3 separate regions of the Mus musculus genome follow, and regions 1 and 3 are each linked to region 2. Evidence: chromatin contacts called from public ChIA-PET and Hi-C data. All regions are on one chromosome and are shown on one strand. Each heading gives the region's core, a stretch centred on a gene start, on an enhancer-like site or on the middle of the called end of the contact. The rest is flanking DNA. Distances are from core to core; before and after follow the strand shown.

Region 1 (2,942 bases), core at 391-2,890, 130 kb before region 2:
GATACAGTGGGAAAATAAAATTGTCGCAGATGTCTCAGCAATGCACACTAATGATTGTCTCACTGTTCATCGTTTTTTATCAACACCAGTTTCCAACAACACTAAGACCACATAGCATAAATATTGTGCCATTCTTCTTACACTGGAATATTAAGTTTAAAAGTGAAAACAAAGCTGGGTCTGGTGATGCACACCTTAAATCCCAACACTTGGGAAGCAAACTCCCTGAGTTCGAGGGCAGCCTGGTCTACAGAGTGAGTTCCAGAACAGCCAGGGATACACAGAGAAACCCTGTCTTAACAAAACCGAGAAGAAAAAAAGGAGTTAAAACCAAAAACACCATACTGAAAGAACACACACACACACTCACACACACACACACACACACACACACACACACACACACACACACACACATTGCTCCAGGCAGCCCTGAGAAAGTAGAAAGCTAGCAATCAGCAGGGTGCTCCAGAGTTATTACAGCCAGGGTTTGATGACTCAACAAAAGCTCATTCTTGAATGTCTGTTTAATTCTTTATGAATTACTACATCAATGCTTTTTATTTCTTGGCAGTATTATGAATGGAACCAGACACTCTGACATGTTACCCAAGTGCTCTACCTTGACACATACATTCAGCCCTAATGCAGTAATTCTGAAGCAAAAACATGACTTTTCTGTGTGTGTTGAAATGATTGCTCAAAACATTATTTGTCCTACTTGTAAATAGTTGTGTTGGAATTCTCAAAACTAAAAAAAAAAATTAATTATTTAAATATCAGCCTGATGAAAGAACACACAGATTAAAGATACTAAGGGATGTTATATATTTAACAGGAAAAGCTATAGATTTTTTCAGAAAAAAAAAAGAAAAAAATTTTCTAGATCAAAAATTCAAAAGAGAAGAATGCAGGCAGGAAGAGTTAAGGAGGGAGGGTTTATGGGGGCCTTTAATTTTAGAGAAAGCCTGGCCTTTGGTGGTAAGACATAAAACAAAAGCCACAAGCAACAGCTATAAAGCTGGTTATATAGATATTAAATATGTCTACAACTGATAAAAAAAAAATGCCAGAGACAAAAAAAAAAAAACAAACTCTAAAAATGTATTTTCAAAATACAACTTAGAGAAAAAGTAATCCTCTTATTATAAAGTAAGCTATTATACACATTAATAAAACAACTTAAAAAATAAATATCAATTTAAACACTGGTAAATGAGTCTCCAAAAGATCTCCAGGCAGCTAACAGTTGCTTGGGAAGGGGAGCCACTTTCTTCACGTCTATAACCACTCGTTAGATGCTCATGCTCCTGTAATAAACCACCCCTCACCCACAGACGCCTGGGGAAGCAACTCTAATGAAACTCGTTAGGTCATGTGCGCAGGCTGACTGGGAAGGAAGGCATTAGCGGAACCGAGGCTGAGGACAAGCAAGGGGATCAAGGGGTAAAATGCCACCATGAAAGTGATTATTAGACATGATGCAAACGTTAATGGAATGTTCAGCCTAATTTCTAGAAGAAGTTCAAAAGAGACACTGTTTCCTGATCGATTGATTGGACCATGCCTGCTGCACACTCGTTCTTCACTGTGGGTGAGAAAGCTGTGAGCTCTTCCTAACACCTCACGGTAGCAGATGGGGGAGCTGACACTTTTGAGAGCCTGCTAATACAGAGACTTGGTAAAGTGGGGGTATAGCAGGCACTGCTGTGCACCTCTGCAGATAGTTTTGTTAGCGACTCCATGTTCTGTGTGTTCTATGGGGACTCAAATGACTCCATAAATGCAACAGATTTTTCTGACTCGGGGTCTCATTTTATTTGTTCTTTCAAAATCAACACATGCGTACATCGATGCCCACTTTTAAAGACAAGTTGTATGCTGCCAAAGGAATGAAGCTCAAACAGAAACCCTGCACTCCGGCTCAGTAATGCATTTCTATGTGTATCTGTATCACAAAGAGGGTAAAGGACAAGGTTGGATATCATGAGGCTTCGCTCACTTTACCATGACTATGCAGTTATCCCACTGAAACTAGTCAGCAGGGCATGGCAGAGTGGCCTTGTCCACTTTCATCATTGCCATAGAAATCACAGAGTTCCCAAAGTCCCCAGCTTGATAAATGAGAACCTTTCCTTGCAATGTCACAATATTTGATATTATATTTTAAAAGTATTAAAGATAGATCTTCATCTCTTGAATCTTATACTTTTCATTGTAATTAAAAATAAAGGTGCAATCTATCCCAGATTTGAACTACAAACAATATAAACTGGATGACTTCTTTCAAGTAATTTAGCAATATTTAGCAAAAGTCTAAACTCACAAATGATGGCTCCATCCATACAAATATTATGGTCAGTCATAGAAATGTGTACGAGCACAGTCAAGAAGATGTAGCTGTCTCTTGTGAGACTATGCCGGGGCCTAGCAAACACAGAAGTGGATGCTCACAGTCAGCTAATGGATGGATCACAGGGCTCCCAATGGAGGAGCTAGAGAAAGTACCCAAGGAGCTAAAGGGATCTGCAACCCTGTAGGTGCAACAACATTATGAACTAACCAGTACCCCGGAGCTCTTGACTCTAGCTGCATATGTATCAAAAGATGGCCTAGTCGGCCATCAGTGGAAAGAGAGGCCCATTGGACACGCAAACTTTATATACCCCAGTACAGGGGAACGCCAGGGCCAAAAAGGGGGAGTGGGTGGGTAGGGGAGTGGGGGTGGGTGGGTATGGGGGACTTTTGGTATAGCATTGGAAATGTAAATGAGCTAAATACCTAATAAAAATGGAAAAAAAATAAAAAAATAAAAAAAAATTAAAAAAAAAAAAAGAATTCCATTTAAGGGCTGGAGAGATGGCTCAGCAGTTAAGAGCACTGACTGCTCTTCCAGAGGTCCTGAGTTCAATTCCCAGCAACCACATGGTGGCTCACATCCA
Region 2 (3,210 bases), core at 273-2,772:
GTACACAAAACATGAAAAAAATCGCTTCAAGAACTTTGAATCTGAAACGCTATTTTTCTTGTAATGCGCTGGTATATTTTCAATAAATAGCTTTAAACTATTCAATGCTACAAATGTAAACACTGTACAGCAACTTTTAGCGACTTAGGGTCTAATTCTGTGAATTAAAGTAAGGTATGCTTGTCCCCATTTTGTTAAGTTATCACCATTTCATCCAAGGGCACAAACGAGAAAGCCAGAACACTTCCAAAACCATAAAAGAGGCTGAGTTCTGAACAACCAAAGAGAAAGAGAACACTAATTCTGGTGCAGTATAAAAGGAGAGGGTCCCAACTGAAAATATCCTTAGTGTTTCTCTAACACCCTACTAGAACTGAGTTCTGTTTCCCACATGGGTGTACTTCATTTGGAACTTAAAAACAAGCTAAGATCAGACATTTCCAAAGGGCAGCACACTCATATGTCAGTTAAGTCTAAGTTTGAAAAAAACGTCCCGGTCTTTTCCAGAAAATACTCAAAACGTATGGCGTTCCCCCTCACACTACTTGCCCCTTGGTACGCGGTCTCCTCAGTCGCCAAAGAAAATGGGCAAGAGCCTTAGTTCAATGATCAGATTTCGTATCACAAATGTGAGAACTTGAGTCGTGCATTTGGTCCTAATGCTGTCACAGCATTTAACACACAGTAAAAGGAGTTGCACCCGCTCGCCCTCTTCAGAGTTGGTCCTATCAGGAAGATGGGATGTCACCAAATCTGCCCCAAGAGGGGGAAGCAGCCAAGTTGGGCAGAAAATAACTATGGGAGGGAGGGGTGTCTTTGTGAACAATACTGCCTTCCGGGGAACATGGGAGCAGCAATTAAAAAAAAAAAAAAGGTAATGACAATATTAATAAAAGAAATAGATGGCGGGGGGTGGGGGGGAAGGGGCGGGATGTGGAGACGGCGACCTCCGGAGGGAAGGAAACACCCTGGGGAACCAGGAAGCACTTCGCGTTGGGGAGGAGAAACTGCAGGAAAAAGTGAGGGTCGGCTATGCCGTCTTCCCCGCCCGCCCGCCTCACGGCGAAAGCCCCAGGCCAGGCGGCGCCGCTCCGCCGTCGGCCGCTCCCGAGCCCGGACCCCCAGGGCCGGGTCCCGCCGCCCCCGCTCCCGCCCGCGGCCGCCGGGCTCCGCTTCCTATTTTCGGAGCACACACCCTACAAGGAGCGGAGGGGCCCGGCCTCGGGGAGCCCGGGCAGCACCCCGCTCGGGAAGCGCAGGCGTGCGGCCCACCACCGGAGCCCGCCCGGGGTCAGACTCCGGCCCTCGCGCCTCGGCACTCACCTCTCCCGCCCTCCCGCCCGCCCGGCTCCTCACCGCCGCGGCACCTACCTTCTCCTCATCGGACAACTGCTCCTCCAGATCCGCCATCTTCCTTCTGGCGACAGACCGTGGCGCTGGTGGCAGCAGCGGCCACCTGACTTCCCCCTTTCCGAGCGGTCTTCCGCGCCGCGCGCCCCCGCCAAGGGAGGGGCCCCGCCGCCCAGGCCGCCGCGCACGCGCCCCGGAGCTCCGCCTCCCGGGAGCCGAGCCACTGCGCACACGCCTGGGAGCTCCGCCTCCTCAGCCTAGGCCGCCGCGCACGCGCCCCCGGAGCTCCGCCTCCCTCCCCCTGAGCGCCGGCCTGAGCGCCGCTGTGCGCGTGCGCAGCGCCTCCAAAGTGGGATTGCTATGGTTATCTTCTGTCATCCTGCTCTGTCTGGTGCCTTCTCTAGTCAACGATGACCATATGGACCCGGTTGGCGATGAGTACATTCTGAGCCCATGACTTTGTTCCCACCAAGTCCTGAACGCTGCCAGCTAAAATGTGAAAAGCTGTACCAATTTAAAACATTTTTAAGTATTAGGAAAAATACTGTTTTAATTGAAATAGGCACACACAATCCAGTCCATAATTGAAAGATTACTTTTGATATATTCATTTATTCATCCGAAAAACATTTATTGGTCTTTTATGATAGGAAGACTATTTTGCTAGTTCTTAGGAATAAGAAATGTAGATTTAAAAACCCAAACAAACAAAAATCCCAAAGAAAATGCTCTTAAGCTCACCTCTATTAATTAGACATTGAGTTAGGGAAGGCATTGTACTCCTGGAAAGTAAAAAAAAAAGAAAAAAAAGTTAAGTTAGCCTTGGATCTGTACCCTCATGAACTGGCTGTCCAAACTACTTACAGGTCATCCAGTAGAAATTTCAATTTCATACAACCAATTTTTAAGGTAAATGTCCCATGAAGGATTTAAAGCATTCTAAAACCATTATTTATTATTTTCAAATTTTACTGGATGTCTCCTACTTTTATTTGCTAAATCTGGCAACTCTACTACTGAAGCTTCAAGTTAAAGAAAAGGGGGGGGGGTGGAAGGTTGAAGTCAAAGCTGACACAGGAAGCAGCTGGAAATGTTGATAAAATTGAGTTGCTAGTTCAGCAGGCCTGAGCAAACCAGAGAATCTATATTTCTTACAAGCTCCCAGGAAGGAGGAGTGCTACTCGTCTGAAAACCACACTTTGTTTTTACCAAGGACTAAGAGTTTAGTTAGTAGTTAAGACTTCAATAATTAGAAAGTGAGAAGCTCTTGAGGGCATTTGGACAGTGTCACGACATGAACCGAACATGCTCAGCGGTGTCAATCTGACAGCTGTGTGTAAATGACAGGTAAGAGGACCCTAAAGAGCTCAAATAGCTATCTGGGTCCAAGAACACTATCATTAAGTGACTTACTAAAGTGTTCGTTTGCAGAGAGCAGGAAGAGGAAGCTGACATGTGCGGGAACTGAAAGTGTCCAGTTGAAGACAAACCCGTGGAGACAGCATGCAAGTTAACAAAGAACAGTGTCTGACCAAACCCCTCAGGAGCTACAAGTCAATATCAGTTCCCTCTTTTATAGTTCCTAAATCCTTGCTTTATTTATTGCTCCCTGCCATTGTAAGTGTAAGTATTACTGTTCGTCCAAACCAAAGCTCAGGAATTTATCCAATGCTACATAGCTCGAATACGACTGAATCCTAGGCATTTTGTTCAACATCCCACATTCTTTCCACTGTCAGAACTTTCTCCCTTTCTCCACAGAATAAAACTTAATGGAGGTGCCTTCTCTGGCATGCCAGCAATCCAGTTCACAGCACCTTCTTCAACAGTATCTGGGACTCAGGGTTTCCCCACCAAGGT
Region 3 (2,766 bases), core at 128-2,627, 210 kb before region 2:
GGGAGAAGTTTTAAAAGTTATTGTGGTAGAAGATGCATGGAAGGCTTTGGAGGGAGGGAAGGGAAGGGAGAAATGATGAAATTATTGAACTCAAAAAGTTGTTTGTTTATGGCATCGCTGTTGGTTTACAGCAATGAAATTCTGTGGGCGTGAATAAGCATGTGAATATAAGGTTAACCAAGTTGGCAGTGTGCTAAGTGCCTTATCTAACAGAATCCAAGAGAGGCCGGTTCTGAGCCAGACTGAACCTGTGGTCTAATTAACTCTCCCATTCCGATCCCTCAGCACAACACCCTGGAGGAAACCTTACTGTGTTGAGCTTCATACTGGGACCCATGATGTTGTAGCTGCTGAGAGCGCCGGTAACAACCATCTCCAGCCTTCAGGGCCTGCTTAAAGAGTTTTTCTGCTTCAGCAATAGTTGTCGCTTCTTCTTCCGCCAAGAGAATGTACGCAGTTGCACACCTGTCCATTCAGATATTACAAATTACAAATCCAAGGACATTGCAGTAGACTGTGGGAGTTCATGCAGAAGGGCAAGGAGTTACGTCAAACATGCAGCATGGCCAACTGATTCATGCACCTGTTTGCAGCTGTTGACACAGTAATGGTACAAAGAAACACCTATAGTTTAGCTTGAGCGGTATAATGTGTACTGTTAGGAACATGGGGCTCACATATGACTGGGCCCCTTCTTAATCTGTCACCTGGGGCAAGGTGTCACTCTGCTTCCCTGATGGAGAACATGGGGTCTACTTCGTGTCTTTGTGAAGGTTCGGAAGATGCTTTCTGTGGAGTGCTTAGTGTAGCAGTCAGCACTGAGGGAACGCTCAGTGACCGTCAGCTAATAATGAAGAGTTTAATAACTACTAGGGGATGGGTCTGTCCAACACTTCAAGAATTACACGTTTCCTTTTTCTTTACTGGATACAGACTGTTTTCACTGCAAGAATTTTTTCAGAACATAAAATTCACTAAATCAAGTCTCTGACTGAAAAACTGAGTGCAGCACTGTTTTAAACTCCCAGAGCAATGCTGATTTTCTGCATCAGAAAACAGAAGAAAAACCTGGAAACGTAGTTTCTGGAAAGCTCAACCTCTGATGCAGTCACACAACCTAAGGAGAGTCCAACCTCACGCCTCTAACAAGGAACTGTCATTTGCTGCTGAGTATACAGTAAACATTGTGCCTGGCACTAACCATATCAAGTCACATAACCCTTTCAACAACTCTCTGAGGCAGGAAGCCAAAAAGGCTATGCAGTTAACTAATTAGCACAGGAGGCTTTTAAAGATGCAAACCTTCCAAAGCATACAAAGAACAACCTGTTGTCAGAGAAGGGGGCCAGAACAAACCACATGGGTGTTAATCTGCACTCATCCCTTTCATCTTCTTCACTGCTCCTCTGTGGCCAGGGCCCTATTTCTCTCCATCAGACCACAAGGGAGGAAATAAACAGAAATTAAAACTAAATGTTACTGTTTGAAAACTGCCAAGCCAGCTAGGAGAAAATATGAGCTTCTCCGATAATGTTAAGTTTGGGAGTCACCTGATCCCTAGGGATGGGAAGAGTCTTACCAATTCTTCATCCTGTCCTTCTAATTTCAAGTATGAGCCATTGGTGAGGCTTTAAGTAAATATGATAAGGTAGGGAGAAAATACCTAGAATAAAAGCTAGAAAATCAATTACTATGGAGGGCAGGGTAGAATATATTACTTGAAAGAATAACTATGATGCTAAAACTGTCTCGTGATTTTCTGAAGGGAACTACTGGGGTAGGCATCAGAGAAATTACTTAAGGTTTCAGACGCCTGCACACAAAAAAAGCTTTAGGGTGATGAACTGGATACTTAGATAATAGTAACAGTAGACAAAGCTTTAAAGGAATTCACTATAGGATTTCAGCTGGTGGGTGGGGGACTCAAGAATAGTTAGGACTAGGCTGTTTGCTCTCTGTGTTCTTATTTCACATAGCATTCTTAGGAGGAGAGGGAAAATAGCCGTACTAGCCAAGAAACATGTCTATGTGGGAACTCGTGAGTTTGGGGTAGGAACATGCTAGAGCTTGTGCATGAAAGAGAGAGAGAGAGAGAGAGAGAGAGAGCAATAGAACTGCTAATGGTCAGGAGACAGAACAGGATCTCAGCTTGGTGGAAGATGGGTATGATGCATCTTTGTCACAACACAATACACACACAGAAGCAAGAAGTGTGGTGATGGAGTGTCAACCATCCAGATATTGGCTACAAGTCTCGTTTGGTTAGAAGTAGGGTGCCCAACAGGTTCTTGACTTACTTTGGTAACAATTTTATCTCCCAGATGGTAGAGGAAGCAATTAGGGGAACTTCAACTCTGGACCTAATTCTGACCAAGAAGAAAAAAATAGTCGGTGAAATGAAAACTGATAGGAACATTCAGGGAGAGTTACTATGTCATTCCAGAGTTCAGGGCGGTTGAAGAGGAGGAGGCAGACTGAAAATTCATAGGAAAGAGGCATGACTCAGTGGCATGAGATGCAGTATGGAAAACGGCTCAAGACAACAGAACAGCTTCCACATGTCCAACTGCCATCGTGATGACAAATAACATCTCAGGGAGGCTACAGGGGTGGCACTATGGAGATATGGCCCAGGTCATACTTTTAAAGAACATGCAAACAAGATGGAAGATGAGAAGAGGGCTGGGATGGACTGCGAGGAGTGGGATGGTTCATAAGAATGACAACAGGAGAGCTCAAGTTACAAATCAGCAAGGGTTGGCTAAC

The links. A called contact is a pair of places that touch in the nucleus more often than the background predicts. ChIA-PET counts read pairs in DNA pulled down with a chosen protein or histone mark.
Region 1: a contact with region 2 is called in a Hi-C map of the G1E-ER4 cell line, with 3 times the contacts expected there. The contact joins the enhancer-like site here to the promoter of Capza2 in region 2. A contact is called at or near these places in 3 of 39 promoter capture datasets (the C10 cell line, the HPC-7 cell line and pre-B cells), 1 of 15 datasets of contacts at CTCF or cohesin (the NIH/3T3 cell line) and 1 of 484 Hi-C or Micro-C datasets (the G1E-ER4 cell line).
Region 3: an RNA polymerase II ChIA-PET map of memory CD8 T cells shows a contact between it and region 2, with 21 read pairs. The contact joins the enhancer-like site here to the promoter of Capza2 in region 2. A contact is called at or near these places in 5 of 39 promoter capture datasets (3T3-L1-derived adipocytes, the C10 cell line, the HPC-7 cell line and 2 more), 1 of 484 Hi-C or Micro-C datasets (embryonic stem cells), 5 of 115 datasets of contacts at active chromatin or transcription factors (acute myeloid leukemia, embryonic stem cells, large pre-B cells and 2 more) and 1 of 9 other capture datasets (liver).

The regions. Positions count from the first base shown.
Region 1 is chr6:17,769,204-17,772,145 of GRCm38.p6, reverse strand. The region is part of intron 1 of St7 (suppression of tumorigenicity 7); the gene reads right to left. Among named protein-coding and RNA genes, the nearest start is that of Gm52895, 8.5 kb to the right of the region's middle. Within about 2 kb of position 1,640, at least 36 of the 459 cell types and tissues checked have an H3K27ac peak or open chromatin away from gene starts, as enhancers often do. A contact at or near this core is called in the G1E-ER4 cell line, where this site is marked.
Region 2 is chr6:17,635,322-17,638,531 of GRCm38.p6, reverse strand. It overlaps Capza2 (capping protein (actin filament) muscle Z-line, alpha 2), which reads right to left and starts at 1,522. Exons shown (of 10, transcript NM_007604.3): 1 at 1,372-1,522. The coding sequence starts at 1,410.
Region 3 is chr6:17,849,957-17,852,722 of GRCm38.p6, reverse strand. St7 (suppression of tumorigenicity 7) reads right to left here. Exons shown (of 16, transcript NM_001289624.1): 7 at 2,298-2,366; 8 at 311-465. Among named protein-coding and RNA genes, the nearest start is that of Gm52894, 10 kb to the right of the region's middle. Within about 2 kb of position 1,377, at least 6 of the 459 cell types and tissues checked have an H3K27ac peak or open chromatin away from gene starts, as enhancers often do. A contact at or near this core is called in memory CD8 T cells, where this site is marked.